Regions from separate parts of the Zea mays genome. Here region 1 is linked to region 2. Evidence: chromatin contacts called from public Hi-C data. All regions are on one chromosome and are shown on one strand. Each heading gives the region's core, a stretch centred on a gene start, on an enhancer-like site or on the middle of the called end of the contact. The rest is flanking DNA. Distances are from core to core; before and after follow the strand shown.

Region 1 (6,170 bases), core at 1,308-3,807, 250 kb before region 2:
AAAAGGTCACTCGTTGGTTCCCCTGGTTGTGTGCACACGAGATGGACTGACCTATGAGGGGCAGATCCTCGTGTAGGGGCTGGGAGAGCTCAAAGCACGAGTAAATATCTGGCCAATATGGGTCGGACACTCATGTTGCACGAGGGGCAGCTTTCGTGACCTTTCTCGGTCGGGGTTCCAATTGAGCTTCTTAATATAATACGTGCGGGCGTCTTTCCCCTACCGGCCGAGTAGTGTTAACTCCTCTAAAGTCTAAACTAGGAGTAAACTCTACCTTCGTTTTGGAAAAGCAGGGACAGTATCACAAAGTTAAATGAGGGCAAAATCACAATTAGACTTCAAAGCAGGGGTAAGAAATAAGAACACAAGACCTAATTGTTTGTGCTTAGGCACCGTCACGAAAAAAAGAGCCCCTAATTGCTACACATTCTTATTTGGTTTTTGCAAAAGTCCAGACTTGGAGCACTGGTGAATGGAGATGCTTGGCTTTGCTGTTGGCTAATTGGAAAGTTGCAAGGAAAATTGAAAAACGGCAATATTGCAAGGTAATTTTAATGTTCCTGTTAGGCTGCTAGTACTTTCAGATAGTAATGCAATATAATTTATTTAAAACTACTATCATGCATTTTTTGGAGGATGCTGCATCCACGTATCTATGACACGTATGAGAGTTTTGTTGCCGCATAAATATTAACATCCCTATCATTGTGAGCAACATGGAAACATGGGGGTGATGGAAAATAAAGAGAATAGACAGAGCGGAACATGGTGGCATGCCACATATTGGCTGCTACAATGGAGCTAGATGCATTAAGGAGTAGCCTTGTCATGCACTTTTACATGGGTTAGGCGGTTAGCAGAAAAAAAAAACCAGACTAGCCCAAGAAAAGTAAGATTTTTATGGTTTTAGACCAGCAAATTATATACAAGCTCAACAGTTTTGAGATGGCAGGCTGCATCTCTGTCTCTTCAACCTACAGCCTAACAGAACTCATGTTTCTAATAAAAAAGGAAGACAAAAAAAACTGATACCTGCTGGTCCCTAACTTTTCTGGTGCCACCCCGCCCCCCACCATTATTCTATATGGCTCAGCAAAGGAAGGCAAGTTTTCTTGGTTCGTTTAGTTCTGTTGTTCTCTCACACTGATTAGGGATGCAAGTGGGCTAGCCCGTGAACCCGCATAAAGGCTTAACTTTGTGGTTGTGGCCTTGTGGGTAGCTCGTGGCAACCCGCAAAATTAAACCTTTATGTGGTTCACGGGATAGCTCACTTGCATCCGTAGCTGTGAGTTCTTCCACCCAATCTGGGACAAGGAGTATGATTTGGATGTTTAGATGCCTGATACGACAGCAGAAAGCTCTGTTTGGGATGAGTTGAGTTAATTCTGGAGGCAGTCGAGCAATGTTTTTGAAGATAGTAGATCGCACACCTGCAAGGATATAGTTCGATTCAAGGGTCCCTCCCTAACTAAGGATGACGGTAACAGGCAGCGCTTGATGGTTTTCAAACCAAACCAAACTGGAACACAACCTTATAGTTGGTTTGATCCTGGTTGGTCTTGGATTGGTGTTGCAGTTTCTGCAGTTAACCAAACAACAAACAATATTGTGACCACCAACAATCAGCAGTTGTGGAAATAGAAGTAATCCTTGTGGAATCAACTTAATGGTCATGTATCATCCTCATCTTCAGCAACCTAGCACTCCTCTCAGTAGTGATGCACCCTTTTGTGATGAATGACTGCTTCTTGAATTTACCAGATTAAGTTCATCTATTGGAGTATTGGGTGTGTGTCTTATCCATCTCTAAGCAAGCAGAGCAAAGCATGTAGATTTTTTATTATATAAGATGATGTGCTCTAGCATTTAAAAAATGCATATATTCCTGCACAAAAATGAGTCAAAAAAATCTCCTGATCCCAGAAGTGGAAAAACTCTCCTAACCCCAGAAGTAAGTGGAAATCTGATTTCAAATGTAACATACACTGGAAGGTGACTCACCTCTGACCTTGTTGCAGAAGGGGCACGCCTGGTACTGGTACAGCACCACGTTCTGCGGCAACAGATCCGGTTGCGGTCGCTCCTTGGCCTTGGCCTCCGCCGCCGCTACAGTAGCGAAGGTAAGGGAGAAGGATACTGCGCCGGCAACCCCGGCAGGCATCACCCTCGAGGATGGAAGCGGCGAACGGGGCGGTGGCGCCGGCGCTGCACACCACCGCGCGCCCGCGGCGGCGGCCGTGGCGGGGGAGGCTGCGCCGCTTAGATGGCGCGCTGAGAAAAGGGAACGGGAGACTAGGGTCTGCGCCGCTCGCAACGACCTCATCTTGGCAAGGTTCTAGGGTTTGGCCTGGTCGCCGCCGGTGAACGACAATACTAGATCCGAAGGGCTCTAAACCCAGTGCCCTGTTTCTCTGAACCAAGGCTCGTCGTCAGACTTCAGCTGTTTGGTTGGTTCGCGGCCTGCCAGCAAAGGTTCTGGGCTTCTGGCCGCCGGGCGACCAGAATCAACCGTGGAAAGATGGACCCATAAGCAAGAGCTTTCTGGCGAACCAAAGACGTTCATAGGTCCTACCAGCGAATGGAGATAGCGACGGGTACTCGTGAGTCGCGACCCGATATATCGACGGGTACGCAATTAGGATATGTATATAGGTTTACCTGTTGATCTATTATTTAACAAAAATCTTTATCTAATGGTTAAACGGGTATTAGAACATTGCACCCTCACTCATACGCGTTAACATGTGACTATAAAATACATAACATAAATTTAACTCAAAAGCATGAACTTGTGCTTCAGTCATATTTTTTACTATTTTAACGACATTTTGGGCCATAGTGTCATAGAATGCTTAACAAATATTTGATGACCATATAATGGAACATGTAATGCGTTATGTGGTTGTCGGCGTTTTGGATCCGCTAGGACCCTCAACCGACCAGTGAATTTGATGTTGCGTGTCCCTGCCCAGATGGGTTGATGCAAGATTAAACACAAGAGGGGGATGAGGCTTATATTATCTTGCACCGGGGTGCTCGTAGTAGGGGTTACAAGCGTCGAGAGAGAGAGGGTTTGGCCTTGGAGTGAGCCGTCTGAGTTGGCCTCCTTCGCCTCTGCCCTCGCCTTCTCTCCCTGCTCCTCCCTCTCTGAGAAGGTCCTGGACATCCCCTTTTATAGATACAAGGAGATGATCCAGTTGTACATATGGGAGTGTAACTGTGCGCTAACGTGGCAGGCGAAGAAGTGCTTGAGCTCTGTAGAAGCATAGCTGACGGTGCAGCCCGGGGTCCTGCTGACGTTTCTTTGCCTTCGTAGGGAGTTGAGAACAATCGACGTCATGGACGCATGCAGGGAACCATCATTACCTGTTGCCGGAGTAATCTAGATGGGACACCGGTCTTGTTCCTTCGTAGTCTGAGGCAGCTAGCTAGGGGTAGGGTAATGATGTATCCCCTGTGGCGTAGTCGGTCCGAGGCCGAGGTCGGGCGAGGCAGTGATTCCTCCGATGCCGAGGCTGAGGCCGAGGCCTGGGATCGGGCGAGGCGGAGCTCCCTGTTGTGCCCGAGGCTGAACTCGGAGGAGGTCGTGACTTACTGTCGTCAGTTTTGCCCTGGGGGTTGGCACAGTAGTCGGAACAGGGTGAATAGTGTTGTTTCCCTGTCAGAACGGTCAGTAAAGGGGGCGAAGTGACTGCGATCATTTCGACCTTGCCGACTGAGGCGCGTGTGTCAAGATAAGATGCCAGGTGATCCCCGCATTAAATGTGCATGCGATACGGTCGGTGGTAAGGCGATATGGCCGAGGTTGGTGTACGACAAAGTTTGCCCGAGCTTGGCCTCGGGCGAGCCGGGGGTGTGCCCACTGCTTGAGGAGGCCCTCGGGCGAGGCGTGAATCCGTCCGGGACTACTGTTCTTGTCTGAGGCCGGGATCGGGCGAGACGAGATCGCATCTCTTGGCAGATGAGGCCCTGACTTGAACCGTGCTTGTCAGTCTTTACGGTTTGTTCTGAAGATGTTTTTCAACCGTGTTTAGGAGTATTGGAGGTACTCCTAATTACGGTACCCGACAGTAGCCCCCGAGCCTCAAAGAGAGTGTAGGCACTCGCTTGGAGGTTCCGCCGGATTTTTTGCAAGGGGACCAGCCTTTCTCGGTTATACTTTGTTCTGATGGGTGCGCGCGAGCGCACCCGTTGGGTGTAGCCCCGAGGCCTCGGAGGAGTGGTTTGACTCCTCTGAGGTCTTAATTCTTTTCGTGATTCCTCGGTTGGCCTTGTTGTTCCCTCATGCGGCCTAGCCGCAGCTCGGGTGCATGATCGGGCTCCGAGTTTTTAAGCTAGTATGTCGACGTGGTCGACAATTTGGCCGTAGCCTGGTGCAAGAGCAGCCTCCGAGCCTCTGCACGGAGCGAGAGGACGATCGAGGGTCGTCTCGGCTTTTTATTGTACGCCCCGTCGTCACCTTTTCGCATGGAGGAGGGGGAACGTGTCATGTTACCCTCGGTGGGCGCTGAACATGGTGTTTCCAGTGAGTTGCTAGCGGGTAATCCGAGTGGACACCCGAGCCCCGTTCGATAAGGGTCGACTAGTGGCCCAGAGGCGCGCTCCAAAAGTACCTGCAGGTGATTCGCTGGACCCGGACCCATTTGATAGGGTCCGAGGGCTCGGTGCCTCCCTCCGGTGGGATTCCATTACAAATCATTCCTGCTAGTCTCGGAAATGTCTTAGGGTACCTCGGGAGCGTAGCCCGAGCCTCGGCCATGTAACGGACGTACCCAGGGTCATCCCTCACTCTGCATGCTCTGGGGCAGCTGTCGAACCCTTCCGAGGGGCCAACCTTTGATCCCCTGATCAGTAAAGGGCTCGGAGCCCGAGTGCTCTGGGGCAGTTGTCGATCCCCGCAGGGCGCAACCTTCGAACCCCTGATCAGTAGGAGGGCTCGGGGCCCGTTTCCTTCGCTGAGAAGGATCCTTTCGAAATATCCCTTTCTCGATCCCTGATGTGGGGGATAGATATCCCCCGGGTCCACTAAAAGAGTAAAAGACCTCACGAAAGGCCCAAGGGCCCAATAAATCGTAAGGTCATTCTTTCGTGGGCCTGGGGAGGGACAACCAGCAAAGCAGATCGACATGGGGCCGGATTGGTGCAAACCCGGACGGCCCACAACGTCGAACGAGCGACCACAACAAAGATCCGACTTTCCCGCGCTGGAGCCCCCATGCAACGGAGCCATGCGAGGATAAGTCGGCAGAACTACAAGGAGATAAACTCAAACAGTTCACTATCTTTTAGCTACACATTGTTATCATATCCACGTGTATTGCCCCACGGTCGAGTATATAAGGTCTAGGGGGCACCCCTTCAGAACGATCGACCCTATTACTTAGCCACCCACTTCGACTCTCTGCATTCTCAATTCAGAGAGCTCTCTTGTAACCTCATTCACTCAGCATACTCATCAAGACGTAGGGTGTTACGCATCTCTAAGCGGCCCGAACCTGTAAACCTTGTCCACTGTCCCTCGTGCAATTGGCACAAACCATTTTGCTACAGTCGTCGACACCGTCCTACTCCTAAAAACACCTTGAGGGGCAACCCCGGGTGTGCGGTCGGACCCAAAACACCGACAGCTGGCGCGCCAGGTAGGGGGTGTGTCGACGATCCAAGCTAGCTCAATGGCCGTTACCTTCCACAGCAAGATCACCCTCCGTCCCGGATCCGTATTCTGCTTCGGAACAATCTCATCCGTAGCAGATGAAGAGGGAACTCTACACCGCATTGCGGATCCGCCGGAAAAGAAGTCTCCTCCAACAAACTCCGAAAATGTCGGAGAAGCGCAACCTCCAGCTCTCCGGAAAAATATCGTCTCCGGAAAGTCAAGGGCCGAGGGCCCGCTGACCCGGAGAACTCCACTGTCTACTTCCCCGACAAAAGAATGGACACAGATCGCGAGGAAGAAGGAGACCAAGAGGAAGCAAGTTGTTCTTTCTGTTCCTCCGCCCTCAAAGGAGAACGGGAAGAAGGTCGCCACGACAGCAGCACCATTCTACCCCGACGTCCTCTTCATCGGGAGAGTGGAGTCACCCACCGTCTCCGACGACGAGCCGACCGCACCCGGAGAAGAACCGCCTCAACGAGAATCCCGCCGACGGAGGAACCGGCGCAGGAACGTT
Region 2 (6,549 bases), core at 2,777-5,276:
GAAAAAGTGACAAGTATTTCAAGAAGTTTGAATGAATTTCTTTTGGCAAACTGGACCATGTGAGATATTTCACTTGAATACTTAAAGGAAGACGGCAGTAGAAAATTTAAATTAAGCTAGAGAAATAATTATACAAATTTCAGAAGATAATTTCAATTTTACATGAAGGAACTGAAAAAATTCCTGGCTGGTATTGCCATATCATACTTATTACTCAGTAAGGTACTCAAAAAGTTATTATTCATTTTGAATTTGACAAACTGTTGCAAATGTTTTATATTCTTTCAAAAGAAATGCTTTAAATTTTTTTGGTCTCAATTGGTTTTTACTATAAACTGAAATCAGCATCGTTCAATTGGACGCGGGGAAATTGTTGAAGTATCAAACATTGTGGTTGGGAAAAGGCAAATAATAAAAATTAGAAAAACAACTCGACCTATGGGAAGATAGCCCTCGGATATTGCATTAAGAAAAGACATGTAAACCCTCATGTAGATCAAAAATGTTGAAGTGTATAAGTGAATTGACTACCTTCTTGCATCAGCTTAAATTTTTGGGTTTAACTAGGTTAGTGCGTGCACGGTAACAAGTCAGGGGCCTCAAGTTCGAATCGTGGCAAAGGCTTTATTTGGGCCTCCACCCATTTATTTCTACGTCTGTGCCTTTCTCTCTAGCTGCACGTGAGTGGAGGTGTTGAATTGACTACCTTCTCCCATCAACTTAAGTTTTTTGGTTGAACTAGGTTAGTGCATCCACTGTAACAAATCTTGTCCCACCCATATCAACATTGTAGCCCATGTAAGAACAACCGCCTTCGGCTATAGACTTATGTTTTAGTGTAGGACAAACGAGAGGATTTTTTAAATCTTAGCCTAAAGTTAGCTTTCATGAAGAGTTGAACCTAAGACCTAAGGAGTGTTACTATGACCATCTATCCAATTTAGCTAGAGCCCTTTGCAGGCGGGACAACTGGAAAAGTACCAAACTTTGTGGTTGGAAAAAGGCAAATGATAAAAATTGTGGAGCATGCAAAATTTTAACAGCTGTAAGGAAACTATATAACATTGCAGCAATCACCTACAAGTGTTCAGGTCGTAGGTAAATTATAACACTGCAAAAAATTCTATCTAAGACTAGAAATGATATAGAATAACTGAAGAGTTATTATGATACTGTAACAAACTTACGTCCAATAATGTTGAGCTTCATGCTCTTGACGATTGCCAGGCAATAAACATACTCATGTTCCTGGAAGTGTCACATACAAATGGTTACAAAATGTTATCAAATAAAGACATTATCACTATATAGATACAAATAAAAGAATCACGGTCTCAAAGTACCTGAATGGAGATTACTTGCCCTGGATCAATAACAGGAAACATACTTCCAGTAACTGTTCTTAGGATTATATCAGGAATTGGAAATCTTGCTTCACTAGAGCTGGATAAGTTTAGCTTAGATAATTATTTTATCATCGAATGGAAAAACATATAATGTGTTGAGTATATCAATTCAGAAAATAACCTCAAATCATAACAATATTCAAAAGGAATCCTGGAGTCAGCAGCATGACGATTTGCTTGAACTTGCGCATGAAACTGAAAAAGATGTACACCGCAACAGTTACATTGAAAAAATCTGTCTTTCTAACTTCCCATTTGGTGAAAAAATTATGTCAACTTTATGGAAGACAAAATCATATATCAGATGTTTTACTTACACTCTGGGTTATATAAGTATACGCTGGGTCTGCCAAGTATGTGAAAGAAGTACCAGTGTCAAAAATAGTAATGAAGTCCATGTCTGTTGGTTTATTTCCAACAGTAATCCCGCTTATAGTGATGGCGTATGTGGGACTGGACAACACGAAATAAATAAAGAAGGAATTAGATATCAAGACATGGGGGGTGATGTCAAGAGGTGTCTAGTCTAGAGGTTGCTAACTGTTGTCGGTTGATGTCAAGAGGTGTCTCTTCTTGGTCTGAGCTCTCTTGGTCTCCAAAGCTGATTCGCCCAATACCATCACGACCAAAGCACATCGAGAAGGAATTAGATGTCAAACCTTTCTGAGCTAAAATACTTGGAACTGAAACCTCATCTATTCCAAGTCCAAAAAGACCATTAGGAGCAGCAGCATCCAGAAATGACCCTGTTTGAGTCTGTCCACAACTAATGAAAAAGAAGTAAATTTTTTTTCAGATACTGCATGTAATGTATTTTACAAGTAGATCCAGATTCCAGAAATATGATTACCCAAGCATTATTTGTGCCTTGAGAATTTGAGGATGGGCATTCTCCGTTGAGAGATAAAGCACATCTTCAACTAAAAATCCAGAAGAAGATGTGCCCGCAGAGACATACACCATCTTGTATGGACATTGCAATGCTGTGGAGCATTCTTTTTGAAGATCACAGAAGTTGCTGTTGCACGGAACTGCTTTACTAGTTGACGACATACCAGGGATGTAAAATGTAGCCTGAAACTCAAATGGTGAGATAAAAGATAAATTTCAAGGAACATACATGTAAACAGTTCCAACATAAAAAATTTACTGTCATACATCAATTTCCAGATTAGTAGTACAGTATACACACTAACCGTGAGAGAAATAATAGGGAAAAACTGCTATATACTTAGTAAACACAATAATGAATTCCCACCTGCACATCAATAGCCTTTCACACAGCATGCTATAATGTCCCATTACTCAATGCAGCTTCAAATTCTCCACATTTTGATGTATGCTAGTACATGGCTTGTATAAACATGCCTTTTGCTCAATTGAGCTTCAATTTTGTGTTTAATTACGTTCGCTACAGTTGAACATAAAAGGCATGGAATGAAACTCACTAGGCATATCAACGTGTTTTTGAGAGGAGGGAAATTATCATTAAAGCGTTGCCTTTAGATTGTTTTTAGATGATGGATAAAATCAGGCATCAGACTAAAATTATTACAAAGTCTGAGTTTAATGTTAATCTAACCATGAGCCTCTTTAAAGCCTTTTTGTTACATGAATAGGCATATCAGAAGAATAGAATATTAACCATAATATGAGTTTCACATGTCACAGCTTAGAGTCCTGCAACGTGACAAAAATATTCTTAGATATGCAGTTAAGCATAACACTTGCAAAAGGGTATCAAGATACAGCACAAATTTAAGCATGCACTAAATCCTGAATACACTGAACAATTCATAAGTTTCTAAAGTTGGAATTATTGCCAACACTCAGCTGTGTGGAGTGATACTCATTTCTGACCATAACCAAACAGATCCGAAGATCCACAGAATTCTGAGGAGAGGTGAGCTCTTACTGATCCAGAGGCAGCAGTGGCTGGAGGCGTGCAGCCGTCACACTGGCAAGGCAGCCAGAAGAGATCGCTGCCTGTGTCCAGCGCCACCATGAACGTCTGGCCCGGTGTGCCAACGGTCACAAGAGCATAGTGCAAACTACACCAGAATCAAGAGGAAATAATTTTCTGGTGAAATTCTCAGACACGGAAACGCAAACATACACAATTCTGACAGACAGAGACAGATGCCTTACAATCCGAGGTTGCTGACCTTGAGGGTGGCATTTCCCTCGGCGAAAGTGAGCGGTGGTGCGTCGCTGCTACTACCCCCTGCTGCCGACACCGCCCGGTGGCGATCGTGCCCGGCAAGGGCGGCGACGTACGCGGCGCTGCCGGGAGCCGGCCACCCGCCAGGGAGCGCGCGCCCTCGGGCCTCCACCCACCGCCGCAGCGGTGCGGAGAACCGATGGTGGAACTCCAGCGACGGCGCAGTCGAGGCGTCGCCGCCGCGGCCCAAAGCAGCGGCGGCGAAGAGCGGGAGCAGGAGCAAAGTGCTCTGGAGTTGAGAGGTCATTTGAGAGGTGGCCGCAGCATGTGATCCGGCGAATCGGGGCTCGGATAAAGCTGTTTGGGCGGCGGGAGCGGGCGGCAGCGTGGTTCGCACTCCTGCGGCGACAGTGACGGCGGCGGCGTCGCAATTGGCGAGGTGTTGCGCGCTGCGCTGGGTTGGTCTGCTTTGCTGCTTTGCTTTCAGATCGTGGGTTGTTAAAGACCTGTTAGGACTTTGGTCTGTCGGAGTTTCCTTCTTTAACTTTGGTAAATAAATCTAGAAAGTACACATGTGATTTTGTTTCGAGAACACAGACCTACCACCTACATGAGGGGCCGCAGGCCGCTGTGCTACTCCACCTCGTTTGGAGCTCTCACCCAGGCCCCAGCGCTCCCCATTTTCTTCTTCTTCGGGTTCTCCCTCTAAATTCTAAATTGGTCCAATTGCTGACCAAACAAAAAATATGCTCAAAGAAGTTACTATATTATTTGTATAATAACTGTATAAATAAAAAATTTATTCGTCACGCAATTAGCGAAGCAAAAGCATAGGTGGAAACCTTTTCGCTTCGAAAATGGTCTCCTGTAGTCCTGTGCTGTGTAGGGCTACCAGACGATGGTGCAAAAAAAAAGTTGGCAACGCTCTGCTTCCGAACTTTTAAGAAAAACTAAGTCCCTATCTTCTCGCCTTTTGCAAATAGCGCAAAACCAAATACAGGCTTACCACAATAGAAAAACTAAATTTTGTATGGACTAAAATTGTGGATCTTTAGATAAATCTATAAAAGTTAGCTAGTTTCTGTCGGCTGAAAGCTAGCGACGGAAAATAGTAATTTTCGTCGGTAGTCTAACATAGAGTGTTGATATTAACTAGTTTCCTAATGATTGTCACTCGAAATAAAATGAGCCTCTCTATACATTGTCGCAACTTCCAATGCAATAAGTATGATCCTTATTGTTGAATGCTTAGAGTTTGTGCAAGCCTCTATGACCACCCGTTGACACATAAAATCCATCGGGTCATCCCGGACTCCGATAGAACGCCACGACCCCCTGACTCTACCTGAGGCCTTTGACCTAACCGATGCAGGAGAGGGAGTCATTGTTGGGGGGCATACATTGTCGAAGGTCCTCTGATTAACTGTATTGCATGACTACCTTAAGGACACAACAAAAGCCATGCCGAAGATTACTTGTTGACGAAGAAACAAACAACGAATAACACATAGCTTCGGCATAAGTAAATGTGTTTAAGGAACGTTTCTTCTTACAAACGAAGCCAACATTCGGCTGAAGCATTAAATAAAGACACTTCGTCTATGTGCAAGCAGCAGAAACGACGACCAAAAGCAATGACTTCCCTAAATGACGAAGGCTGAGACCCAAAAACCAAAGACAGATAAAATATGATACTGACATTGTATTATTTGTAAACAGCGTATGAAAGCTTTGATGGGCATTACTGTAAATATGTATAAAGATGGTTAGTCTCCCCTATAAATAGATGAACAGTGCGCTGCATAAAGTACATTTTCCAAGGACCATAACTTTGTAGTGTTTAGCCTTCGAAAACCTTCTTGCATCCCACTGTTCATGAGCCGAAGGTATGTTTGTAAATTCATCTAATGTATTGAGAAAGTGTAACACCTTGCATTTTGGGGTATAAAAATTTCTTTGCTCTGTCCTCAAAATTCAGGTGTTACCTTTCCTTTCTTCACTTTTCTTTTCCTTTTATTAAAACAATAGAGAGTTATTTTGTTTTATGTTGGCGTGAGCCCTAGAAGTGTCATGGTTGTTGCATTCATGCTGTTGCATAATGTTTCTAAGTGCAAGAAGTGTTTGAAACATGATAATTTGTCTTGTAGAAGTTTCTCGTAAATTTTCATATTTTCTATTTTCTGAAATTTAAAATCTATTTATTTGAGGTACTTAAAACATTTTTCAAAAGTACTAAACATGTTTTTTGTGTTCATTAGGTGCCAAATCATATCTAGAAATTTTCCTGTAATTTTTGAAGTCTTCGAGATATTTTTTGGGCATTAAAATTGATTTCAGCCTTTTTCTAGAATTATCTTTAATTTTAAAAATGAGATAATTACGAAAATTAATATATATATATATATATTATGACTGGAATCCTCTCGTCGAGCCCCTGGGTTGATCGGACCCGTAAACACTTCCTAGGTGAATGATTAGGGATCCACTATGAGGCTTTCACAAAATATTTTTAGTACAAAACCACTTGCTAAGGTTTTCACGTTAGTATTGGTGACTCTCTGGGCGAGGTATCTTAGCCAAGACTACCACCCCATGTTAACGTGAGCTGCCACCAAACCATTGTCATCCCCTCTTACCCATCTTTCAGGTAAAGTTGCTAAACACTAAGTCTATAAAACTATTTATCAAAGCCAAAACCATGATAGCACTCGTGGTTGCACTATTTTCCTGGATGGTCACTCCATGTTCCATTTAACATAACATGGTCTTGTTTAATCATCGGATTAACAACAAGAATATAAACTTTTGGAACATTAACACTCGTTCTACTGCGACAACGTCAGCACGGTCTACCTCTCCACCAATTCTGTGTAGCACCAGTGTACAAAGCACGTGGAGATCGACCTACACTTCATCCGCGAGCGTGTCACCGTCGTTGAAGTTCGAGTTCTCAGCGTAACCTATCTTCATCGATTTTCGATC

The links. A called contact is a pair of places that touch in the nucleus more often than the background predicts.
Region 1: a contact with region 2 is called in a Hi-C map of ear, with 2.2 times the contacts expected there. The contact joins the promoter of LOC100191300 here to the promoter of LOC100279988 in region 2. A contact is called at or near these places in 2 of 25 Hi-C or Micro-C datasets (ear and tassel).

What each region holds. Positions count from the first base shown.
Region 1 is chr2:86,014,419-86,020,588 of Zm-B73-REFERENCE-NAM-5.0, reverse strand. LOC100191300 reads right to left here and starts at 2,557. Exons shown (of 6, transcript NM_001136734.1): 1 at 2,002-2,557. The coding sequence starts at 2,323.
Region 2 is chr2:85,768,760-85,775,308 of Zm-B73-REFERENCE-NAM-5.0, reverse strand. LOC100279988 reads right to left here and starts at 4,026. Exons shown (of 10, transcript NM_001152936.1): 1 at 3,572-4,026; 2 at 3,322-3,457; 3 at 2,257-2,480; 4 at 1,948-2,172; 5 at 1,724-1,859; 6 at 1,528-1,601; 7 at 1,344-1,443; 8 at 1,188-1,248. The coding sequence starts at 3,585.